Regions from separate parts of the Mus musculus genome. Here regions 1 and 3 are each linked to region 2. Evidence: chromatin contacts called from public HiChIP or PLAC-seq and promoter capture Hi-C data. All regions are on one chromosome and are shown on one strand. Each heading gives the region's core, a stretch centred on a gene start, on an enhancer-like site or on the middle of the called end of the contact. The rest is flanking DNA. Distances are from core to core; before and after follow the strand shown.

Region 1 (3,351 bases), core at 659-3,158, 620 kb before region 2:
GAGCTTGGCTTCCAGTATTCCAGTAGTGAGAACAGATAGGGTTTGATGTAGGCCCTTCCAAGGAGAATGGTGCCCCAATTTCCCCTAGGGTTTCCCCAAAGACAGCACCTGGAAGAGGCTTTTCTATCAGCAGGGGAGGACAGCATCGATTTTTTTTTTTAATTTTTAAATTTTATTTATTTAATGTATATATGAGTACACTGTAGCTATCTTCAGACACACCAGAAGAGAGCATCAGCTCTCATTATAGATGGTTGTGAGCCACCATGTGGTTGCTGGGAATTGAACTCAGAACGTATCGAAGAGCAGTCAGTGCTCTTAACCAGCACCAACAGCATCAATTTTACCACAGAGAACTTCCAACTCAGCAGCCTCTTTCTCCTGAGTTCTTCAAATGATTGGTAAGGCTTCGGTGAGAATGGTTTGTGGTGCTGGTTCATGGTGTAGCTTATACCATATGACCAGTGGCCAAACCCAAGATCTGCCCTAAAGCAGGTATTTGGGGGTTTGCAGTGGCAGTCTGCTTCCACCTGAGTGTCCCTGATCTCTCTGATGGGAGAATATACCTCTTCATCAATTACCTGGTACTTGAGTTTTTCATCCTTGAAAAGGCATAGTTTGGGGCTGGAGAAATGACTCTGCAGTTAAGAACACTGGCTGCTCTTCCAGAGGACACAGGTTCAATTCCCAGCATTCACATGGCAGCTCACAGCTCTCTGTAACTCCAGGTCCAGGGGCTCTGTCACCCTCACAGGTACAGGCAAAAGACCAATGAGCATAAAAATAAATAATTAAAAGAGAAAGCAAAGGAGCAGTTTATGCTGTCTATCTGGAGTTTTACCATAAACATGGCTTATATGTCCACTCCATGGCCCAGCCCTCTAGTGAATATATGTCCTTGTTTCTGGTCTGTCTTGAGATACTGGTGGGTGAATTGCTGGCCGAAGAATGTGAATATCATATTCGAGCCCTGGGGGTCAAGGATGAATTTTTTTCTTAGAATTTTCCCCATAATCTTTTGAATCAGAAACCCTCTTCTTCCCTTTCACAGGATGGGAGTCAGGCAGTCATCTGTTACAGGAGGAGAGGCTCTGATGTAGTAGGAGAGGTTGGAGAAGGGTGCCCAGTTTTCGTAGGTGTGGTGCACATTGTAAGTTGGTGGGCTGTCAATCAAATGCCATCTGGCTGGCAACATATCTCATGACTGAATTCCGCAGGAAGGGAATGGTTTTTATTTGTTTGGAGTGTGAGTGGGTTTTCCGAGACAGGGTTTCTCTATGTAACCTTGGCTGTCCTGGAACTCACCCTGTATACCAGCCTGACCTCAAAGGAAGGAAATGTTAATCAACAATGTCCCAGAATCCCTTGAAGTGGGTAAGCACGGGGCACACCGTATTGGCGGATGGTTTCAGTAGTAACTTTATTCTTGCTAGAAATTTAGGTGTTGAACAGTTTTCACCATCGAATCCTGTCGGGTACAACTGCACGTGTACTGGTCCCATTCCATGCTCATGCATTCACCTCGATTTTGACATGGGTTGGAAAAGCAAGAACTTGCTGGGTGCCTGAACAACAGTGCCGCGCGGAGCAGCAGGATGCGGGAGCGGCAGGATGCGGGAGCAGCAGGATGCGGATGAGCGTGTTGGCGGCCGGAAGGTCGTGGAATGCGGGGCGCGCCGTCTGTAGACGACAGGCTGAAGAAGTCCGGTCCTGTACTGGCTTCACAGCTGGAGGAGTCGGGTCTTGCGAGAACGCTCACCGCCAGCAGTTCGAAAACTCTCAAGAGACGACCCACCGCCAATTCCAGCCGCACACGCGCACTGCAGGATGGGGCGGAGCGCGCGCATGCGCACCGCGATGGGCGGGGGGTCAGTGCGCACGCAGTCGCGGTCCCTTCCCCGCCCTTTCTCTTCCCGGTTTTCCTCTCAGCTGCTGGGCCCGGTCAGTGGCAGCTTCCGGTAGGAGCGCCGCGAAGCGCGACCCGGTCTCTGCTCACTGTCATGTCCTACGGTCCCTTAGACATGTATCGGAACCCCGGGCCGTCGGGGCCTCAGCCCCGGGACTTCAACAGCATCATCCAGACATGCAGTGGCAACATCCAGCGGATCAGCCAAGCCAGTGAGCGAGGGGACCCAGCCGGGAGCTGGGGGCGGCCTGAGGGACAGACGGTGGTGAAGCTGCCAAGTCGGGGAGCCCGGTCTGGGTCGCAGCTCAGGCCACACCTTGAGGCCGTCGCGAGCCTCCACTCTGGGCGCGGCGAGCTGCCTTTCCCTGGGTCGGCCAGGCTCGGGCCCTTTAGGTCCACACCCCTGTCTTAGGCGGTTAGAGTTCACGGTGTTGGGGGTCAACAGAGCCGACAGCCCCGATGGTGGGAGGGAGTGTGTGTCATCTCCAGGACTGTGAGCAGCAGTCTTGACTTGGCGCAGTGGTCAGCCGAGTTTTTCCTGTCGTCGCCGTCCCCCTCTCCCCACCCACCTTGTTTTCCTCAGTTCCGATCAGGGGGTGCTTACTTGGTTGCGACTTTAGGTTCACATTCAGCTCAGCGGTTGGGTCCTCAGACATCAGCAACTTTCAATTAAGGGAAGTGGAGAATGCGTGCGTTCGAGTGACTTAATACACTGTGTTTCCTGTAATTAACCTGGACGTCAGTCAGTGCCTGGCATTTAAGGGACGGGAGGACTGCTGCTTTATGGCACAGAATGCACCGGGAACATTTTAGGTTAGGTTGTCTTTGTAGCGAACGTTTTTCCCATTTCAAGCATGAAGATGTCCTCTTCTGCCTCCGTTGAGAGCTACTCTTGGCCACAATTACACACCAAGTAAGAGATGGCAGGGTTGGGCCAAGTCAGTTTGTAACTGCTTACCTTAAAACTCCCTTCTGTAGCTAGAGTCAAGTACAGGCTGTTTTTGAGTTTCAGAATCATCCCAGAGCCCTGTAAACAGAACAACAGAAGCAATTTTACTTTAAAAATGGTGACAACCATCTGTGTTGTTTATTATTCTGTTTTTTTTTTTTTTTTTTTTTTTTGTGAGCTTAGCTATACTGTTAATAAGTAGAGTCAGTTCTGAATTGCAGTTATGTCCTAAGCTTTAAAGCATAAGCTACCACTGTGCTTTTATTTTCTTTTTGAGACAGTTTTTTTGTAGCTCTGACTATCCTGGAACTCACTCTGTGTACCAGGCTGGCTTCAAAATTAGAGATCCACCTGCCTCTGCCTCCCAAGTGCTGGGATTAACAATGTACGCCACCACACCCAGCTTGTCACTTTGCTTTTATATCTAAATGTATACTGTAGGATTTGAGAGGTAGAAAGTTTCAGGCAGGAAGGGTTAGGCCTGGGTGTATGGAGG
Region 2 (3,107 bases), core at 338-2,837:
GAGTTCAATTCCCAGGAACCACATGGTGGCTCACAACCATCTGTAATGGGATCTGATGCCCTCTTCTGGTGTGTCTGAAGACAATGACAGTGTATTCACATATATGAAATAAATAAATAAATTCTTAAAAAACAAAACAAGGGCTGCAGAGATGGCTCAGCAGTTAAGAACACTGACTGCTCTTTCAAAGGTCCTGAGTTCAAATTCCAGCAACCACATGGTGGCTCACAAGCATCTGTAACAATATCTGATGCCCTCTTCTGGAGTGTCTGAAGACAACAGTGTACTTACATATAATAAATCTTAAAAAAAAAAAACCCGCTCTCACACACTTATATATCTTTTTTAAAAATCACATTTAGAGTGGTGGCATACTCCTTTAATCCCAGCACTTGGGAGGCAAAGGCAGGCGGATTTCTGAGTTCGAGACCAGCCTGGTCTACAAAGTGAATTCCAGGACAGCCAGGGCTACACAGAAAACCCTGTCTCAATTAAAAAAAAAAAAAAAAAAAAAATCACTATGTAGGTTCGAGTGGTGGAACTCAGGTGGTCAGGAGCCTGCACCCAACGTGCCATCTCTACACACACACACACACACAGCCCACAACCTGCCCTTTGGAAGCAAAGAAGACAGATACAACACAATGTCTATAGGAAGAAAGATGGGAAATAACCCTTGTGGGTCTTCTGCACGTGTTCTACCTACCGACCTACTTCCCTCCTCACACCCCTCATCTCTACGTTTGGCTTGCTTTTTTTTTTTGAGACAAGGTCTCATTATGTAGCCACAGCTGGCCTAGAACCCACTATGTAGACCAGGCTAGACAGGAATTGTGGAATTAAAAGCGTGTACCACCAGCACGTGCCGACGTTCCTGTTTAACTTTCAAAGATGAGAATGAAAGAGTAAGGTGGCTCTGAGGAATTTATAAACCAAAAGCATCTAACCCCAAGGCCTGACCACATTGCCTTAAAGCTTGTCAGTTACTATTCCCCGGCCTCAGAAACTTGCCCAAGTACTTTTCAAGTATCATTTCATTGTACATGAACGACATGTACCTTTCGGGAAATAGGTGGCTTAGAGTTGTCAAGTCACTGCACAGTTGTTGTACCGGTTCCAAGGAAGTTCAAATTTGAACTCCGAACCCGGACAAGCAGGAAAACCTGCGCAAAGAGCCATGGTTTGGACGCGGGAAGGGGTTACTATCTATGCTCAGCAGCATCTTTTCATTCCACATTGGTAACCTGAAATCCTGATAAATTGTAAGCGTCAATAAAGAGGATTTGGAGAAAGAAAAGCCCTAGTCCTCCACAAGAGTCAGGGCGAGATGACCTCTGCATCTAAACCTTATTCAGTCCCCTGGGGCCTCCCGCGACTTCTCCAACACTGCCTTTCTAGGACCGAAGGCCTAAGCTCTCAGGCTCCCCTAAATCGCTAGGCTGAGGGGGGAGGTGTATCCCCTGCGCGGCCCGCAATAAGGACGCGTCCCCTTTAAGGCGCCGGCTCGCCCGCCGCGGCGGCCGGAAGTGCTGGAGCCCGGCTTGGCGGCGGCGGTGGCGGCGGCCGCCGTGGCGGCTTTGTGCGCATGCTCCGTCGCCCGCCCGCCCTGGCCGCTCGCCGCCCGCCCGCCCGCCCGACGGAGACGGTGAGGAGGGGGAGGGGTGGGCGCGCGGCGCGGCGAGGGCTGGGGGCGGGGGGGGGCGGGCGCGGGGGCCGCGCGGCGGCCGGCGACGGCGACGGCGAGGGCGAGGGCGAGGGCGGGCGGGCGCGCAGGGGGCGGGGGGCTGCTGCCTCCGCGGGCGCCTCCCCACGCCCTGTGCGTGCCGCCGCCGCCGCCGGGGAGCGAGCGGACGTCGCGGCGCCGCGGGGGGGGTGGGGGGACGCTGCCGCTGGGTCCGCCCGAGCCGCCGGGCCGCCCCCAGCGTGGCCGGCCGGGCCTAGGCTCCGGGTCCTACGAACCCCGTACTGGGCGGGGGTTGGGGGGGTGGGGAAGGCTCGGCGCCCCCGGACCGAGGGGCCCGGAAGTCCTCGCGGAGGGGCCAGGGGAATCCCTCCCCACCCCAAAAATACGGGGTTTGGGAGCTTGGGCCTTGCGCGGAGGAGCTGGGTCAGGCCTGGGTCGGGCCGGGTCGGGGGAGAGGGCGGCGTGCTGGGGTGGGGGTGGGGTGCAGGGAATAGGGTCAAGCCTTCGCCCGAGGGGAGAGGCCTGGGCCACCAGACCTGGAGAGGAGGAGGAGGAGGAGGAGGAGGAGGAAGGTCCTTTGGAGGGCTTAGGAGAGGAGGCAGCGTCCTTCCCAAGATGAAGGGCAGTAAGAAGGAGAAGGGTCCCCGTGAGGGCTTCAGAGTGGAGGGCCTCCGGTGGCTAGGTGGAGAGTAGGGTGGTTTCCTGCGTCAGGAGACGAGGGAAGCCTAAGGTTATGGGGTTAGTGAGAAGGTACTTGCTGGGAAGAGGGTACCCCTTGCTTTCAGAAATGACAGGGAATTGGCCAGGTGTCCTCGGTTTGAGAGGCAAGAGAAATGTGGGCAGAATCTTACCCGAGGGTCTTGACCTGGCTGTCCAAGGAGCAAGGAAACCCTGAGCTCTCAAAATGCGACCTGTTACTGACTCTAGGAGAACCAGGAAGTAGGGGTTTTCTCCACATCTGTACACTCTTGCCATCTGCCCAGCCCCCTTTCCTTGGCTAGTATTATGGAACGTTTTCATAAGAGCTTGGGCCTAACGCTTCTAATTTTTCAACCATATAATAACTTGTTTTTCTTTTATACTTAAGTTCATTGAGTAGGTGTATTTGAGCTTTGTTGGGTTAGTTTGGGCCCTGTTTTGATTTCTTACACTCTTAGAGGGGTGACTTTTAAAAACGTATTCCTTGATTCCTTCAAACACCTATATAGGAGTCTCCATCCAATCTGTGATTTATATAGAACTTCACTTCCTCTGGATACTTCCTGCAGAGTGAAATGACCTTGGGTTCATTATATCTGAGTTCACTTTGGCTGAACAACCAAGTGCATACGGTGGACTTAGTGAGTTTTGTGCTTAAGTAATAAAGTTGCAAATTGGAGACTTGTTGTTGGTTTTGGCTATTTATTTGAGACTGGGTTTCTCT
Region 3 (3,005 bases), core at 386-2,885, 530 kb before region 2:
TCAAGTGCTGGGATCACAGCCTGTGCCACGGCACCATTTTTACTTACCTATATCAGAGGACTTGAGTGTCCTAGAGAGATCGGTAGCCATCTCTGCATCACTAGAGGTGTCCAGACAGAGGTGTATCTGGGGATAGACAAGGCATGTCTTCTTCCTCAGACCCAAAGGGTAAGGGTGTGTATGTCCTAAGAGACCCCAACTACACTAGGGAGCTGTGTACCTTGTTTGAACTTGGAGTACTGTGGAAGAGGCATCTGGGGGCACATCTCAGCTGGGGAAGTGGGATCGTTTTTATCTGTTCAACATCTTCATGGTCTGAGGTAGTTAAATGGTACATGCCTGTTATTCCAGAACCTGGCAGGAGGAGGCATCAAGAGCATCAGGAGTCTAAGGAAGCCATTCTCAGCTACACAGTGGATTATGTGAAATCCTGCCTCAAAAACCCAAAACAAGGCAGAGGATGCAGCTCACTTAGTAGAGTGTTTGCTTTGAATCCATGAAGCCCTAGGTTTAGTCCTCAGCATCTAATAAAGTGTGTGTGACCACACTCATTTTAGATGGTGGAAGAAGGAAGATCAGAAGTTCAAGGTCATCTTCAGCTACACAGTAATTTAAGTACAATTTGTGCTAAGGGATACTCTCTCTGTCTGTCTCTGTCTCGGGTCTGTCTCTATGTCTCTGTGTCTGTGTCTGTGTCTCTGTGTCTCTGTGTCTTTGTCTCTCTGTGTCTCTGTCTCTCTCTCTGTCTCTCTCTCTCTCTCACACACACACACACACATACATACACACACACACACACACACACACACACACACACACACACACACACCAGACCTCTGGGTATCAAATTATCAAGTCTTGCCAGGTGTAACTGCACACGCCTTTAATCCCAGCACTCAGGAGGCAGAGGCAGGCGGATTTCTGACTTCGAGGCCAGCCTGGTCTACAAAGTGAGTTCCAGGACAGCCAGGGCTATACAGAGAAACCCTGTCTCAAAAAAAAAAAAAAAAAAAATTATCAAGTCTTGATGTTAGATCTGTTCGATGGAGCCAAGTAAAGAAAGGTGTGGGAATTGTCCTGGTTGTTCTTTGGTCAATTTGACCCAAGTTAGAATTATCTGGGAACCTCTGTTGAGAAATGCCTCCATCAGACTGCTTGTAGGCAAGCCTGTAGTGCATTTTCTCCACTTATGATTGGTGTGGGTGGGCCCAGCCCATAGGGTGTAGGTAGTGCCAACCCTGGGCAGGTGGTCCTGAGTTGTGTAAGAAAGCAAACTGAGCAAACCAGTAAGCTGTGTTTCTTTATGGCTTGTACCAGTCCCAGTCCCTTTATCTCTCTCTATCTGTCCGGAGTTTCTGTTCTGACTAACCTCTGTGATCCCAGAGTTGTAAGATAATAAACCCTTCCCTCCCCAAGTTGCTTTTGGTCATGGTGTTTTATCACATTAGAAACCTTAAGAAAAGATTCAATTTTAGAGATGAAGAGACAGGTCAGGGGAAATAAAGTCCCCATTCAAGAGTTCGGGGCGCTTCAGAGAACCCTGTAGGGCTCCCGACCTGAGGGGCGTGGCCTCGGTGGGCGTGGCTTCCGGACTGTCCTCTGCAAGCTGCCGATCAGTCTGAGCAAATCTAGTCGGAACGCGACCATGGAGCCGGTGCCGCTGCAGGACTTTGTGAGCGGCCTGGACCCCACCTCCCTTCCGCGCGTGCTGCGGGTCTGCTCCGGAGTCTACTTTGAGGGTGAGCGGGCTCTGGGTGGAAGGAGCTAGGTATGATGGGTCATGCCTGTAATGCCAACACTGGGGAGCTGTGGCGGGAGGATGAGTTCGAAGCTAGCCTGTTCTATAAAGTGATTGCAGGTCAGTTTGGGCTACAGAGTTAGACCCTGAGGGATCTGGGGTTGAGTTCAGACGCTGCTGTCCGAAGTTTTATGAATCCGCACCAAAAGGCGCCACCTCCCTGCTCTTCAGCTTTTGTCCCATGGGTGATGAGAAGTCCTGAGTTTAACTCAGGCTTTTTCTCAACTGAGGCTCCTCGGTAATGCTAACAGAAATTGTGTGGCAGCTAGGCAGGAGCGATCTGAACAGCCTAGGAAATCCTGTCTCAAGCAACAAGAACAATTATAACAATAAATGGACAAATAAGTGGGGATAACTCGTCCATCGTTTCAGACAGGCACTAGGGTGCTCACTGTCGTTATTGGGGTTGTTCTGAGAGGACCTTGTTTTGTAGCCCAGGCTGGCCTTAAGTTTGCAGCGATCCGTCTGCCTCTGCCTGAATTTGCCATGCCTGGTTCACTGTTCATTTTTCTTTCTTGCTCCCTCCCTCCGTTCTCTTTTATTATCTTCTTTCCCTTTCTGCAAGGATCCAACCCAGGACCCTGAGCTCTCACCACTAAGATATATTCCAGTTCGTTATTTTAGCACCAGATCAGCCCTCCCGCTGAACTCTCTGCTCCTTGCCTCTGAGTCTCTCTGTTCCTCTGCTGGATTCTCAGATGGAGTGGTCCTCCTACCAGGGGGATCCTTCCCCGCTTTTTGCCTGTACATTTGCTCCTTGCCCATGGCTTTCCGCAACCCATAGCAGAGAAGAGATGGCCATATCAGGACACAGCCACCAGTTACTGGCCAAATAACATGTGACCAGGGACTGACCACTTGGGTAAGGGAGGGAAGAAAAGGGACCGACCGGGCTGCTCTGTGGAGGGCAGAGGCGAGAGTGGAGGGAGATGCTGAGATTCAGGGCTCCTCCCTCAGACAGCAAGCTGTCTCATGGATGCCTGCTTCATTCTACTCCCTGGAGTGAGCGAGCCAGGCTCTGCCACAGCAGCTGCCAGCAAAGTGTTCTGATGGCCAAGCGGGTTATAGACTGACCTAGGAGGATCACACAAGGGCCACCACAGTGAGTCTCTCTGGTCCATCGGAATCTGATGGGTCCCTGAAGTGGGACTCTGGGAGCCTGGTCATTCTTTTCTCCAGCTCAGAACATCCTCCCAGCGTCTCTTGC

Evidence for each region. Promoter capture Hi-C pulls out the DNA fragments that hold promoters and counts their contacts. HiChIP or PLAC-seq counts read pairs in DNA pulled down with a chosen protein or histone mark.
Region 1: a promoter capture Hi-C map of pre-B cells shows a contact between it and region 2, with 2.2 times the contacts expected there. The contact joins the promoter of Stx12 here to the promoter of Gmeb1 in region 2. A contact is called at or near these places in 1 of 39 promoter capture datasets (pre-B cells) and 1 of 115 datasets of contacts at active chromatin or transcription factors (astrocytes).
Region 3: a contact with region 2 is called in an H3K4me3 HiChIP or PLAC-seq map of bone marrow-derived macrophages, with 4 times the contacts expected there. The contact joins the promoter of Themis2 here to the promoter of Gmeb1 in region 2. A contact is called at or near these places in 2 of 39 promoter capture datasets (the C10 cell line and pre-B cells) and 1 of 115 datasets of contacts at active chromatin or transcription factors (bone marrow-derived macrophages).

What each region holds. Positions count from the first base shown.
Region 1 is chr4:132,883,015-132,886,365 of GRCm38.p6, reverse strand. It overlaps Stx12 (syntaxin 12), which reads left to right and starts at 1,908. Exons shown (of 9, transcript NM_133887.4): 1 at 1,908-2,118. The coding sequence starts at 2,001. It also overlaps the pseudogene Gm13033.
Region 2 is chr4:132,260,029-132,263,135 of GRCm38.p6, reverse strand. It overlaps Gmeb1 (glucocorticoid modulatory element binding protein 1), which reads left to right and starts at 1,587. Exons shown (of 10, transcript NM_020273.2): 1 at 1,587-1,645. Gm28874 (a long non-coding RNA gene) reads right to left here. Exons shown (of 2, transcript XR_390809.4): 1 at 2,536-3,107.
Region 3 is chr4:132,794,994-132,797,998 of GRCm38.p6, reverse strand. Themis2 (thymocyte selection associated family member 2) reads left to right here and starts at 1,635. Exons shown (of 6, transcript NM_001033308.2): 1 at 1,635-1,739. The coding sequence starts at 1,646.